4 separate regions of the Mus musculus genome follow, and all the other regions are linked to region 3. The links are chromatin contacts, called in public promoter capture Hi-C maps. All regions are on one chromosome and are shown on one strand. Each heading gives the region's core, a stretch centred on a gene start, on an enhancer-like site or on the middle of the called end of the contact. The rest is flanking DNA. Distances are from core to core; before and after follow the strand shown. Region 1 holds the start of Fam133b (family with sequence similarity 133, member B). Region 2 overlaps Adam22 (a disintegrin and metallopeptidase domain 22). Region 3 holds the start of Gtpbp10 (GTP-binding protein 10 (putative)). Region 4 holds the start of Cdk6 (cyclin-dependent kinase 6).

What was found. Promoter capture Hi-C pulls out the DNA fragments that hold promoters and counts their contacts.
Region 1: a promoter capture Hi-C map of pre-B cells shows a contact between it and region 3, with 8 times the contacts expected there. The contact joins the promoter of Fam133b here to the promoter of Gtpbp10 in region 3. A contact is called at or near these places in 2 of 39 promoter capture datasets (liver and pre-B cells).
Region 2: a contact with region 3 is called in a promoter capture Hi-C map of cranial neural crest. The contact joins the enhancer-like site here to the promoter of Gtpbp10 in region 3. A contact is called at or near these places in 7 of 39 promoter capture datasets (cranial neural crest, embryonic stem cells, frontonasal cranial neural crest and 4 more).
Region 4: a promoter capture Hi-C map of pre-B cells shows a contact between it and region 3, with 5 times the contacts expected there. The contact joins the promoter of Cdk6 here to the promoter of Gtpbp10 in region 3. A contact is called at or near these places in 2 of 39 promoter capture datasets (embryonic stem cells and pre-B cells).

Annotation. Positions count from the first base shown.
Region 1 is chr5:3,542,365-3,545,261 of GRCm38.p6, forward strand. It overlaps Fam133b (family with sequence similarity 133, member B), which reads left to right and starts at 1,469. Exons shown (of 11, transcript NM_001042501.1): 1 at 1,469-1,583. The coding sequence starts at 1,560.
Region 2 is chr5:8,296,790-8,299,719 of GRCm38.p6, forward strand. All of the region lies in intron 3 of Adam22 (a disintegrin and metallopeptidase domain 22), which reads right to left. Among named protein-coding and RNA genes, the nearest start is that of Gm23993, 56 kb to the left of the region's middle. Within about 2 kb of position 1,397, at least 28 of the 459 cell types and tissues checked have an H3K27ac peak or open chromatin away from gene starts, as enhancers often do.
Region 3 is chr5:5,558,097-5,561,207 of GRCm38.p6, forward strand. It overlaps Gtpbp10 (GTP-binding protein 10 (putative)), which reads right to left and starts at 1,445. Exons shown (of 10, transcript NM_153116.2): 1 at 1,337-1,445. The coding sequence starts at 1,369.
Region 4 is chr5:3,342,428-3,345,629 of GRCm38.p6, forward strand. It overlaps Cdk6 (cyclin-dependent kinase 6), which reads left to right and starts at 1,466. Exons shown (of 8, transcript NM_009873.3): 1 at 1,466-1,544; 2 at 1,692-2,172. The coding sequence starts at 1,940. Gm36470 (predicted gene, 36470) reads right to left here and starts at 1,132. Exons shown (of 4, transcript NR_168898.1): 1 at 871-1,132.

The DNA of each region.
Region 1 (2,897 bases), core at 219-2,718, 2.0 Mb before region 3:
AAATTAAATGTCATCTCTGAGGCTTACTGCCTCAGTCTGCTAACCTAGGCCTGGTCCTGGAAGCCTCTGTGCAATCTAATATAGGCCTAGAATGTTTTACAGGCTCTGATAAGTTACTGCTGAAAATATTCACCCTCTCTTGTTCTTTCTGAACTCTGACTGGCTGGTTCAATTCAGCTGTTCTGGCTCAAATTCCTCTCCAAGCTGACTGGTTCTAACTGGCTTCTCTCACTTTCTGACTGAATTGCTCTGATTGGCCCCGAGTTAACTCTGGCAACCTGTTCTAATCTTCTGGCTCCTTCTCACTCTCTGACTCATTCTGTCTTCACCCGTGTCTAGCTTGTTCTCTTTTCAACCCATCTCAGTAAAACTGCCTCTCTCCTCGCTTTCTCTCTGCACTGCTCTCCTAAGTGGCTTCACTGCCTCTCTCCTGACAGTTGGGCATATTCTATATAGTCTATTTTGTCAGGTTGTTCTCTGATTCATCACTTTGTCTGCCACTCAATTACACATAACTTTCAAATATGGGTGCTTCCTTCTACAAACTAACTTTACCTTCACTGTTTGGGATTAAAACTGTGTTCTAAGTGCTGAGTCATACCACAACTAGAAACAACTGTTTTTTAGTAAATAATACAATCTCAGGTTTCACAGTGTGATCACATATCCTGCAGCATATACCAGCCTTTTTCCCTTTGAATTTTACTTTACACAATGTCTAAGTTACCCAGATCAGACTTGGACTTACTTTGTTGCTCAAAATAGCCTCAAACTCATGATGTCTACCCACCCACCCCTCACCTCATATCCATGAGGTCTGGGGAAAGGCTAAAGGATTTTCTTCAGTATAATGAAAGTCCCATATTTCCATTTTCTAAAATTTCAGAAAGGATTCTGATCGATTTTATTCCTGATGCATTCATGTTGACATGAATCCATAAGTCACTTTTTCTAAGCCTGTGAATAGTCAGAGAATATGGTGTATTAATTAGTCTCTAGAGTCTAGACCACTTCTGAAGTTTAAGTCCAATCCAGATAATCCCATAGCACCAAAGCAGTAAAGTCTAACCTGTGTGTGTTTATCTCCCCCTATGAGTTAATAAACACACCCCTTAAAGATAAGGATTATGTCTTAACTATATTTGACTGGTCCCAGACTCATTTTTTTAAGTTTTATGACAATTTTTTCCATTAGACTTACTTTATGTGTTTGCCTACAGGTGTGCAGTGCGTGTGCCTGGTACCCACAAAGGTCAGAAGAGGGCATTGGATACCCAGGAACTGAGTTACCGATTTGACTACAGAGTGGGTCCTGCTCAGGAATGGTTAAGTGGGTCACAGGAATCCTGCTGCAGCTCCTGGGAACCGCAGGCGGTCGCTAGCGCCGGGCTGTCCTCCGCACCACCAGGGGGCGCCGTGGCGCATACGGTCTCCCCGGATTGGCGGGGCGCCGCTCTCTGGGCGGGGCATAGAGGTGGTAAGAGGACTCGCGGCGGGCCGCTTCGGCTTCTTCTCGGGCCTGCTCCCTCGGCGGCTTCCCGCGCCTTCAGCCGGCCACCATGGGGAAACGGGATAATCGCGTGGTGAGTATTCGGCGGGGAAAACGGAGCAGTGAGGCGGGGCCGGGCGGCAGGCGAACGAGCGGAAGCCGTCGCCCGTCGCGGCGGGGCTGGCGGCCGCGTCGCACTTGGGGCCCCGAGACCCCGCGCCGTGCGATGCGCGTGCGCCTTGCCGGTCCTCAGCGTCCTGCTCGGCCGACCCTGGGGCCTGTCGCCCCGCAGCGGTAAGGGCTGTGAGCCGGAGCCGCCGGTGCCGAGAGGCCCAGACCCAGCGCAGCGGGACCACGGGGATGGGGGTGGGGGACAGGGATGAGGGCTTTGGGGTACTCTAGACTCCAGTGCCCTCGGAAGTTAGTGACTTCTGAACCCAAGTTTCTACCTGTGGGAATGGGAGTCCTCCTTAGTCACCGCTTGACCACAAAGGCAACTGCCCAAGCGAACGCGAGTGGGTACCTAAAGAGCTGCCCGGGAAATGACAGTGTTCCCCGCTCTGTCTTAAAAACAACAACAACAACAAAACAAAAAACAACAACAACAACAACAAAAAACGTCCGTTTTAGTTTCTTGTGGTTCTGTCGTGGAAGCTCGGTGGCCACTAACCTTGCTCGCACTGTGCAGGAATGTACTTTCCTCCTGGCTTCAGGACGAGACCGTAGAATGAATGGAGTTGAGATGAATAGAATAGAATAGACCAGTTGAAATGGTCTATGTGTGTGGGCATCCAGAGTTCGACATAGTGCTTGGACTATTAATGTCCTCAGACACATCTCACCTGATTCCTGGAGATTTTTCTGTTTTGTTTTGTTGTTATTAATGATGCTATCGTTGTTTTAAAGATTATAGGCTTGCTTACAGACATTATTACAGTTTCTTACTGAAATCCAGACTTTCATTTTACTGGAAATTTTTATTTACACATTCCTTAAGGCATTTTCAAAACCTATGAAATTAGTCTCGTTTACTGGAGGGTGTTGACAGCTCTGTACTGTTCTGTTCTGTTGTCATCGCACAATATGTTCTAGTAGCATTTTGTTTGCACTTAAAAGATTCTAAGACTGAAAACATTACATCAAAAGGTGGGAGGTGTTGGAGATGTAATGGAGAACTAATACTTAGGGCAGGGTAAGGATGCTTAAACTGTGACCAGAACTTGTATCATTTGCTACTTGGTTCAGTCCTCATGGATCTTGATATCTCCCCCAGCCCCCCACACCACCACCAGCCCCAAAGTCTCACTTTTTAACAGGACTTTTAAACCACAGCTATCCTATACATCCTGGTCCCACACATAGACAGCTTCTCCATCATCAACATCCCCCACCGTAGAGATACAGGTGA
Region 2 (2,930 bases), core at 147-2,646, 2.7 Mb after region 3:
ACAACCACAGAATGTTCCAGCCCTAAGTCAGCGCCAGATGTCCTGACCACAAGATGTACCCTGATACCACCAAATTCCTGCTTCCCCTTGTAGTCGCCAAAAGAAAAATTTCAGCTGCCCCATCCCTCCTGCTGAGAAGTACTTCCTCCTTTGCTTGTACATTTCTGCTGCCCGTTCCTCCTGCTGAGAAATACTTCCCCTTTTGCTTGTGCATTTAAGCCCTGAGCCTTGCTGAATATAGTGACACCTTGATGCTACTCAGATTGGTTCTGTGTCATTCCTCGCACTTGGTGTCTGTCTTTCTCTCCCCCCCATTTCGTTCTTAAGAGAAGGTCCCCTCGAGACCCTCAAATAACTGGACCTGCTGGACGGGTCAAGTACTAGGAGAAATGCTCTGTACTATAAGTGTGTACTCTGTACTCTAAGTACAGAGTCTTGTGCTCTGGTTACACAGCAGAAGCTGAGAATTTGCCACGTTTAATCTAGAAGTGGCTTGGGAGCTTCCCAGCTTCAGGGGCAAACAGAGCTTGAAATATTAGCAGAATAATATCTATCAAGTCATTATATAATCCCCATACCCTGCTCCTCACACTGCTATGAAAAGATATCATGACCAAGGCAAGTCTTATACAAAAAACATTTAATTGGGGCTGGCTTACAGGTTCAGAGATTCAGTCCATTGTCATCAAGGTGGGAGCATGGCAGCATCCAGGCAGGCATGGTGCAGGCAGACCTGAGAGTTCTGTCTTCACCCAAAGGCTGCTAGTGGAAGACTGACTTCCAAGCAACTAGGGTGAGGATCTTATACCCACACCCACAGTGACACACCTACTCCAACCAGGTCACACCTATTCCAACCAGGCCACACCCCCAAATGGCGCCACTCCCTGGTCCAAGAATATACAAACCATCACATTTACACATGTTCTATTTCGTTAAACAGTGATTAATGACACTAAAGAATATTCCTTAAGTGCTCAGTGCACACTGCAATATCAATTTTTCTTCTTTTCATTCTAAACAAGATAATAAGGATTTAATTTAAAGGTGGATTGCAGACACTGAATATACCATTTGCTGGAAAAGACATAAAAGGGGTTTTACAAGCACCTCAGGAGGACGTAGAGGATACAGTTACTTGAGCTGATTTAGCTCTAAGAAATGTAATCTCTGGATTAAGAAGTACTTAATAAATATTAACGAGCTGTGAAGTAGATATGCTTTATGTGGCTTTTACAAAGACGTGAGGAAATTAGTAAAATGACTAAACAATTCCCCTGTATGACAGCAAAATAAAGCAACTGCGGCTTCTGCCTGCGCCTTTTAACTTGGCAGTCTCCACCATCCCGCTGCCCTTCACTCTACATTTGGAATCAATCATCAAAGCATGCAGAGCTGGGAGCATTCGGTTTCAGAAAAGAGGCCCAGAAAAGCTGAGTAGTAGAAGGAATATGATTGGATCAAATGAAGAAGCTTCAGCCATGATGCTGTCTGAGTTCACTAACCCTCCGACTGGAGCCCAGCCACGGCCACACAACACAGAGAGCTTATACTTGGACACTGGGCAGGCTGGACTTTTCAATACCCTGCTCCAGGAAATGAGGGAGTTTACTTTTTCCCATGTTTTGTTCTTTTATTACCAGTCTAAAACCCCAGCCTTCCTTTTGTAGTGATGAACTCTGTGAGGACAGAGTGGACGTGGTTATTGTTTTTCTTCCCTTTGAGTTTCCTGCAGTGTATGTGCATTTTAAAGCAATTAGAGAGCTGTGTGCTTCCCTTGCCAAGAGACAAGTGCAATCAGATTTTGAAGAGATTTTTTTTGTTTCTTATTTTTTGTTTGTGTATATTGTGTGTTCATGCATGTGTACACAAGTATATGAGTGTGTGTGTGTGTGTGTGTGTGTGTGTGTGTGTGTAGACAGGTGTAGGACAATGTTTAGGACTTCCTGATTGCTCTTCACCTTACTGATCACTAGGGTCAATGAGAGATACAATTCATTCATCAATTTTAAAATTAGGCTAAAGGCTTTTTATGGAAAAATGAAATTGGTAAACAAGTGATCAGAGCGCTGATATCTAAGAAACAATTCAAAGGAAAGAAAACCCACATGAAATGAAGAAAGGCTTCTGACAGCCTCATTGTTACACACATACACACCCCAACTCAAGCAAGAAGCTGTGAGCCTGGAGGAGTGTCAAGGGGACCAAAGGAAACACTGCAGATTTGAAGCAAAACTCAAACAATGAAAAATAGAAATAGAATATCCAAAAATCACTAGAAAAGTTTCAGAAGTATTATGAATTAGAATTAGAATTAGAATTAGAATTAGAATTAGAATTAGAATTAGAATATGAAGTGTAAGGCAGAGAGGAAGGGAGAAATAATAATGGTCAAGAGTTTCCCAGATTAGCGGCAGTCACCAAACTGGAGGTCCAGGCAGCTCAGAGAATACCAAAATGTGTAAATATCAATACAGCTGCACATAGGCCCATCAGATTCAACTACAGAAAGCCATAGAAAAAGAATGGGAATTGAATGAAGCTAATGAACAAATACATAAGATAAAGCCAGACTAGGTTTTCAACCAACCTTAGGACCTCTACCAAGGCCTCCCTTCCAAGTCTACAAGATACCCAGCAATGTGTCCATATTGTAAACTGGACTGCATACGAGTATCAGACATCCAAAAGAGATCTAAGTGAGAGAAACAAATACATAGCTCATGTCACTGCCATGTATGCCTCAGTGGGCAGGGACATGGATCGGCCCACATGCTGACTCAACACTTAACATAAAAAATGCAGAGCTGCAGAGCCATCAGCAGAGCGATGCGCCCTGCTATGGGTAACACCGAAGGATACAGAGGGTGGAAATGAAAAGGTAAAAGTAAGAGTTTCAGGAAATCTTGATACTAAGATAGGTGAAATAC
Region 3 (3,111 bases), core at 195-2,694:
TCCAAGAAGCCTAACTCCTTTCCAGGACCTCTGTCCTCTTAGAATCTTGACTGTGAACTCCAAATGGTCTTTCAGGGTCTCATCATTCCTTCTTAATGCATCCGCCACCATGAGCCAAGAGCATCTCTTTCCCCCTTAAGTGAACCCGATGTCTATGTCTCTCTTTACTCAGAAACAGTCGTGACTTTGGGTTTTTACTGCTTCTGAAATAATAAAGTTTACAGTGCTGGATTCAAAGCCCTCACCGGATCTCACCGGGACAGCTGTCATTTGTTGGAGCCTTCCTGTTCTTTTCTGAGCTGCCCACTCTCCCTGCCACTCTATTCATGCTTTCTCCTCTGTTTAGATTATCATTTGTTCTTTCTATCATAAACCCATTTTCTGGTGTCAGTTTCAATGTATCCTCAAATACAACTAAACTATGGCTTATGGTTGTATGATCTGAGGCCTCCTTGGCCCATCACTCTCACTGACTGGCTTTTCAGGCTTCCTCGGACACTGGATTATATCCTCTGGTACTTTCCATTTAGTTTCCCTCACTAGGTAGGTAACTTCTTATAAAGCCAGTGTGTCATAATCCCAGGCTTTCAAATTACAGAGCAATCGTTTAAATTAATATTCACGTTTTTGGTAATCTGCAGTACTTTTGGGTATCAAAAAAATCTGTGGGTTTAAAAAAAAACAAAAACAAACTGAAGGTTGACCACCCTGAGATATTCCTGGTAAGGGCTTTTAAAGCTGTGTTCAGTATGTGACTTTTTCTTTATTTTCTAGATTTGTCATATTTATTAAGGACTCTCATTTATAATGGCTGTTCCTAACAACAGCTTATGTACATGACCTCTAGCTTTCACACACCGTTGCCAGTTAAGCTCACTGAGATTCTTTTTTAATTGAGCGGTTGGTTGCAGATTGTTATAAAAGTGGATTTTAAGACAGGCACTACATAAAAATTGACGTAAAATCTCTATATGAGGCACAGCAAACACACATTCTGACTTCCAGAAAAGTCTTCAGAAAGATATCAAAAGCAGTGTAAAGGAGGAGAAATGTATAAAAGCAGGTTATGGACTCTCTTTTAAACAATGAGAACCAAACCAAACAAACAAACAAGCCGGCACGTGCACCGCAATGCCGGGTCTAAACCGCAGGCAGGTCCCCAATTATCCTCTCACGTGCTTTGGGAACAATACAGGAATTCCCTAAAGCTGGACCCCAAACGGCCATCAGCGTGTCACTGAGACACAATCTTCTCCCAGGAGACGGGAACCGAGGAACGACAACCCAGGAGGAGAGCGGCGAAGACACCAAAGCTGGGGAGACCCCCGTCACGAACCTTTCTCAACAAAGCGCAACCGCAGCGCACCATGAGCTCCAAGGGGCAGGACTCCCGCCCGCAGAATCCGGACAAACTTCGGTCGGGCGCGCGTACTGACGTCACTACTGGTCGCAGAGGTGACGTCTCAGCGGATCCGCGCCTGCGTGCTGCATCGCGCTCGAGGAAGGTGGGCGTGTGCTTTGGACGCCTCTGGGTGCAGGAAGGAGAGTGCAGAGCCCAGATTCGTCTAAGTTGTGTGCAAGGGGAAGCAGGGCTCCGGGCAGGAGTCTCTGGAGTTGACGCTTTGAACGCTATGCGCTGGAGACTGGCCTGCCTCACAAACATTTTTATGGTAGCTGAAGAACCTGAGGTGCCAGGATTTTCTCACGATGAAAGACCCCTCCAACAGACACACTTGTACAAAACACCGAGAGCTCTAAAAGACTGCTGGATGATGGCTTGAGCAATTTTTCTAGCCAAGGCTTAAACTTCAGGAACCAGTCACTTAAAACTTGTAGCACAGAAGTATTGAAAGAAGTGTGACGATCTAGATTTTTACAAAGGATGATGTGTGCAGTGGAGGCAAACAGAAACCCCAACCTGGACTCAGCCGAGAGTTTTCACCTTTCATTTGAAGGCTGTCCTTGTGAGAACACGAGAGATTACATTCCAGCTTGGAGAGGAAGCTTCAGAAAAAGATCACTGAATGGCAGGCCCATTTCGCCAATCTTTCTGCCAAGTCTTTAAGTGAAAAAGGCACACGAGCGTACTAGAGGGGTCTCCCTTCACTGCTCATTTATTATTTTCTATCATTAGAATTATTAGGTTTAGAATCCTTGGCGAAATGTGACTCAGTCATGGTCACTGGCCAGGGCAGTGCAGCTGAGAGTAACCTTAAGGAATTGTTATGTTCCGTTTTTCAGTATGAGGTTGATTTAAAGTTAGTTACAGATAGCCCGAGGTCCTGCGCCTCTAAGGCCGCTTTCCTAGCTGGAACCTGGCAAAGGCTAGTCTTGAAACTCTGAAAATTGCAGTTACGGGCATTCTGCTACATGCCTGAGTCCTAGACTAGAAAACAGGACTCCAATTCATTTAGATAAGGTTCTGCATCCTAAACAATAGGATGGGGAATTTGGGAAAGGAGCGAGTCCTATTTGGAAGTACACAGTGTGGAAACTACTGCTCAGTCTAGATTAGTTTACTGTTCCTGGACTTTGAAGCTGTCATTTTCATTTAGATGTTTGGTTGGTTGGTTCTAGCCTCTGTAGATTAACATTAAATATTGACCCAAATGTCAGATGTTAGCCTCAATAAATATACTTACTATTTTAAAAACCAGAATATTAAGTTGCTGTTATCATACTTTTCCTGTTAAATCTAGAAAATGTGCTGCCATTTAAATTATGCCAAAATGTTTAGCCTAATGCACACACCTTCTAATGTTTATTTATGATTATTGAATATAGGCCCACTCTCTTTCCCATAACATACACAGAATATAATAACAATAAATAAAATATAAATAAGAAATTGATATCTAAAATGCTAAGGATCATTGATGATGTAAGCAAAAGAAAAATACATATACCTCAAACAAAACATTATCACAGCAAGATATTTTATTATAATTCTGATAATAAGATAGTAGAATAAACCTTTTAAATCTCTAAACTCGCTCTCCTAAAAATATGCTGTTAAAATTGACTTGAGATGAGGCTGGAGAGATGACTCATTGGTTAAGAGCATTTCCTACTCGTCTAGAAGACCAGAAGCCACGACCTAGCATCTAGGTT
Region 4 (3,202 bases), core at 216-2,715, 2.2 Mb before region 3:
AGCCTTTGTAGTCGCGGAGGAATGCGGAAATGTTGAAGCGCTATGTCAAACTTTTTTGAAATGGGGTCAAGTCACATTCAGCCAGCGTGGGAAAGCAACAACAACTACGAAAAAGTGGAGGAGGGGAGGGGGCTAGGCACCGCCGCTCCGGTCCGGGGGGTGTAGGCCCGCGGGGGTGGGACGGCTGCCCCCTCCTGGAGCCTAGGCTGGACACCGGCAGAGGGGGAGGGCGGGCGCCAAGGCCGTTGCTCCCGCTACCTGTGTGGCCCTCGACCTGGCTCGGACCCCCGGGTGAGGGCTGGAGGGTCCTTTCCGCAGCTTTTTAGGAAAGCTCTCAAAGGAACGGGGAGTGGCCCTGCCTTGGCCGGGCGGTGCTATGCTGGCATCCAGTGGGGGTCGCTCCATGTGTTCTTTAATACCAGGCAGAAGAGCGTGGTGGTGGGGGGGATGGGTACGGGGCAGGTAAACGCATGCAGACCGTTCCGGACACGCGGCTGTGGTGGAACAAGGTCCAGCCCAGACTAAGGCCGCTGTGGGACGGGAAGGCTCACTCGGTCATCCCTAAACAACAGAACGGGGAGGGGGCGCCCGACCGCGCGCGTGGGACCTAGCCTCTGGCCTTTGGAGAACAGAGCGACTGTCTCAGCTACCGACATTCAGCCGCCCAGGATACCGGGCGGGGATTCGGAAGTCTCGACACAAGGGCAGCCCCTTCTCACACCGGGGAGACCTACGTTTACTGCCCCCTACCCCCACCGTCGTAAGGGCGGTTGCTTTTGCACGGCTTGAAAACTTAAGGACCAGTCCCGATTAGCTAGCAAAGTCCCGAAGTTACTTTTTCAGGACAGGACGAGTGAAAGTGTGACGTACCTTCCTTTCCCACATCCTTCGGATCTTTGTGTTTGTGTATGTGTGAGGTGGGGAGCACGACACTACTCCCCTTCCAGGACCCCTCGCTCTCCCACCTCTAGTAGCCCCAGCCCTCCCCTACCAGATGGTCTGTCCTCGCTGAGTTTCCACCAGGGAGGTCCTCCGAATCGGAGGCAGAATTTCGTCTCCCACTAAGCTTGCCATACCCCAAAGACCATTTGTGAGAGCGAGTCCCTTTCAAATGTCTCCCTGTAGAAAAACTGAAAGTAGAAAAGAAAGGAAGCAATTTCCGAGCAGATGTCTGACCACCCCTACTCGCATACTCGCAGCATCGGGTTACAGGGTTCTAGGAGCCCCAACCCCGTTCTGCGGCCCCACGTGGGTGAACCCCCGGTGCTTTTACGCCAGCTTCCGAACTCCCCCAGGTCGCCCCATACCCTGCACGACCAGGCCCCTGGAGTCAGGGAGGGCAGCGGAGAACAATAATATAGGTATAAATATTGAGCCGTGACATTGACGCGCCCGGCGCCTCCCCTCCCCCGCGCTCCGGGCACACTCTGGGCTGCTCGGCACGCCCCCTCTCGTCCCGCTGCGTCCCGCGCTGCGCTCATCCCCGAGGGGCCCCAGCAACCTCTCCTTCGTGAAGACTGCACGAGCCCTGCTGTGGAAGAAAAGTAACTTGGTTTTTCTCCGAGAAACCCGGCCCGATTAGGCAACCAGTGCGAGTAGAGGGAGGAGGAGAGGAGCTGGTGGAACCCTGTGGAAGTCTCCCGGGCAGTCTGATCACACTTTCTCCTTGTCCTCCGGTCTCCTCCTCCTAGGTGCAGAGATTGTGGGCAGACTATGTAATCGCTGCGGAGGGGGAAGAGGAGGGATCGGCGCTCTCCTGCGGCGGCGGCGCGGCGACTCGGCTAGGCGGAGTTTCGCAGCGGCTGCGCCCGGCTTGCACCCGCGGGCGAGAAGGTCGGTCCGTCTAGCCCGGCGGCCGCGAGTCCGACTCCCCGAGGCGTGTAAGGCAGCGAGTGAGCACCCCGGTTCCACTGTGCCGCACCCGCAGCCTGAAGCCAGCATGGAGAAGGACAGCCTGAGTCGCGCCGATCAGCAGTATGAGTGCGTGGCGGAGATCGGCGAAGGCGCCTATGGGAAGGTGTTCAAGGCCCGCGACCTGAAGAACGGCGGCCGCTTCGTGGCTCTGAAGCGCGTGCGAGTGCAGACCAGTGAGGAGGGCATGCCGCTCTCCACCATCCGCGAGGTGGCGGTGCTGAGGCACCTGGAGACCTTCGAGCACCCCAACGTGGTCAGGTGAGCCGGGAGCCCTGGCTATGGGGTCCGGGAAGGTGCTGGGCAAGGGGCGGCTGGTGGCCCAACTAAAGTTAAGAGTTGAGTTTCCCCAGATAAAACCGGTGACTCTGTTAGACAGGGCAGAAAAAGAGACCTGCGGTGGCTTCCGGGCAGCCAAGCTATTCTGAAGAGCTTTCGCTCTGCGTGCCCCAAGGGTTCCGGGGGGGCGTTGGGTGTCTTTTAGGGACAAAACCAGACAATCCCTCCAGCCCTTACTTAACTTTCCCCGTCGGTGGGGGGATTTTTGAGAGACAGAGTGAGATAGTTATCCAGCTTGCAGATAATTAGAAGGAAACTTTAAGGGTGGAGCATAATGTAAATAAAGTTTAAGAAATGTGTAAGAATGTGTTTGCCAATCAAACCCACAGTGGTGACTTTTTTTTTATAGTTGTAGAATGGTTTCTGATGGTCTTAGAAGTTCAGAAGTTTAGACTCTGACACCTAGTGTTAAACATTGTTTGAAAAATGTCTTTCAAGGCTGGGTACTGGGAACACTGAACCAGGAAGATCCAGAGTTCAAGACCCTCCTGAGCTACAAAAGACCCTGTCTGAGAAAAGAAAGGGAGGGAGAGTGGGTGGTAGGGTGGAGGGCGATTGCTTCTCAAAGGGTTTTCTGATTGTATCATTTAGTATCTGTGGACTGGTATGATCTGACTTAGAATGCCTCTCTCATTGGTTAGATGTGAGTCTGTGCTTTAGATTTTAAAGCCTCTGTTTTCCCTGGAAGAGTTGTGCAGGTGGGTGGGGGAGGCATTCCTAACCCAGTCTCCTGTGACTGAAGATAATGGTGTTTTCTCGAAGATGCTGGGATTTCCCCATTGTGCCTTTTCTCATTCTCTTTTTTTAAACAGATGCATAGCTGGAAGTTAAAAGGGAATGCACAGACTTTTCTACAAATTAGGTGATGAGTTAACATTCTCAGCTCTTCTTTTTAGAGGGATGATCTTGGCGTCTTCATCCTGTCTTCTCATTCCTGTAGGGATTCCTTACA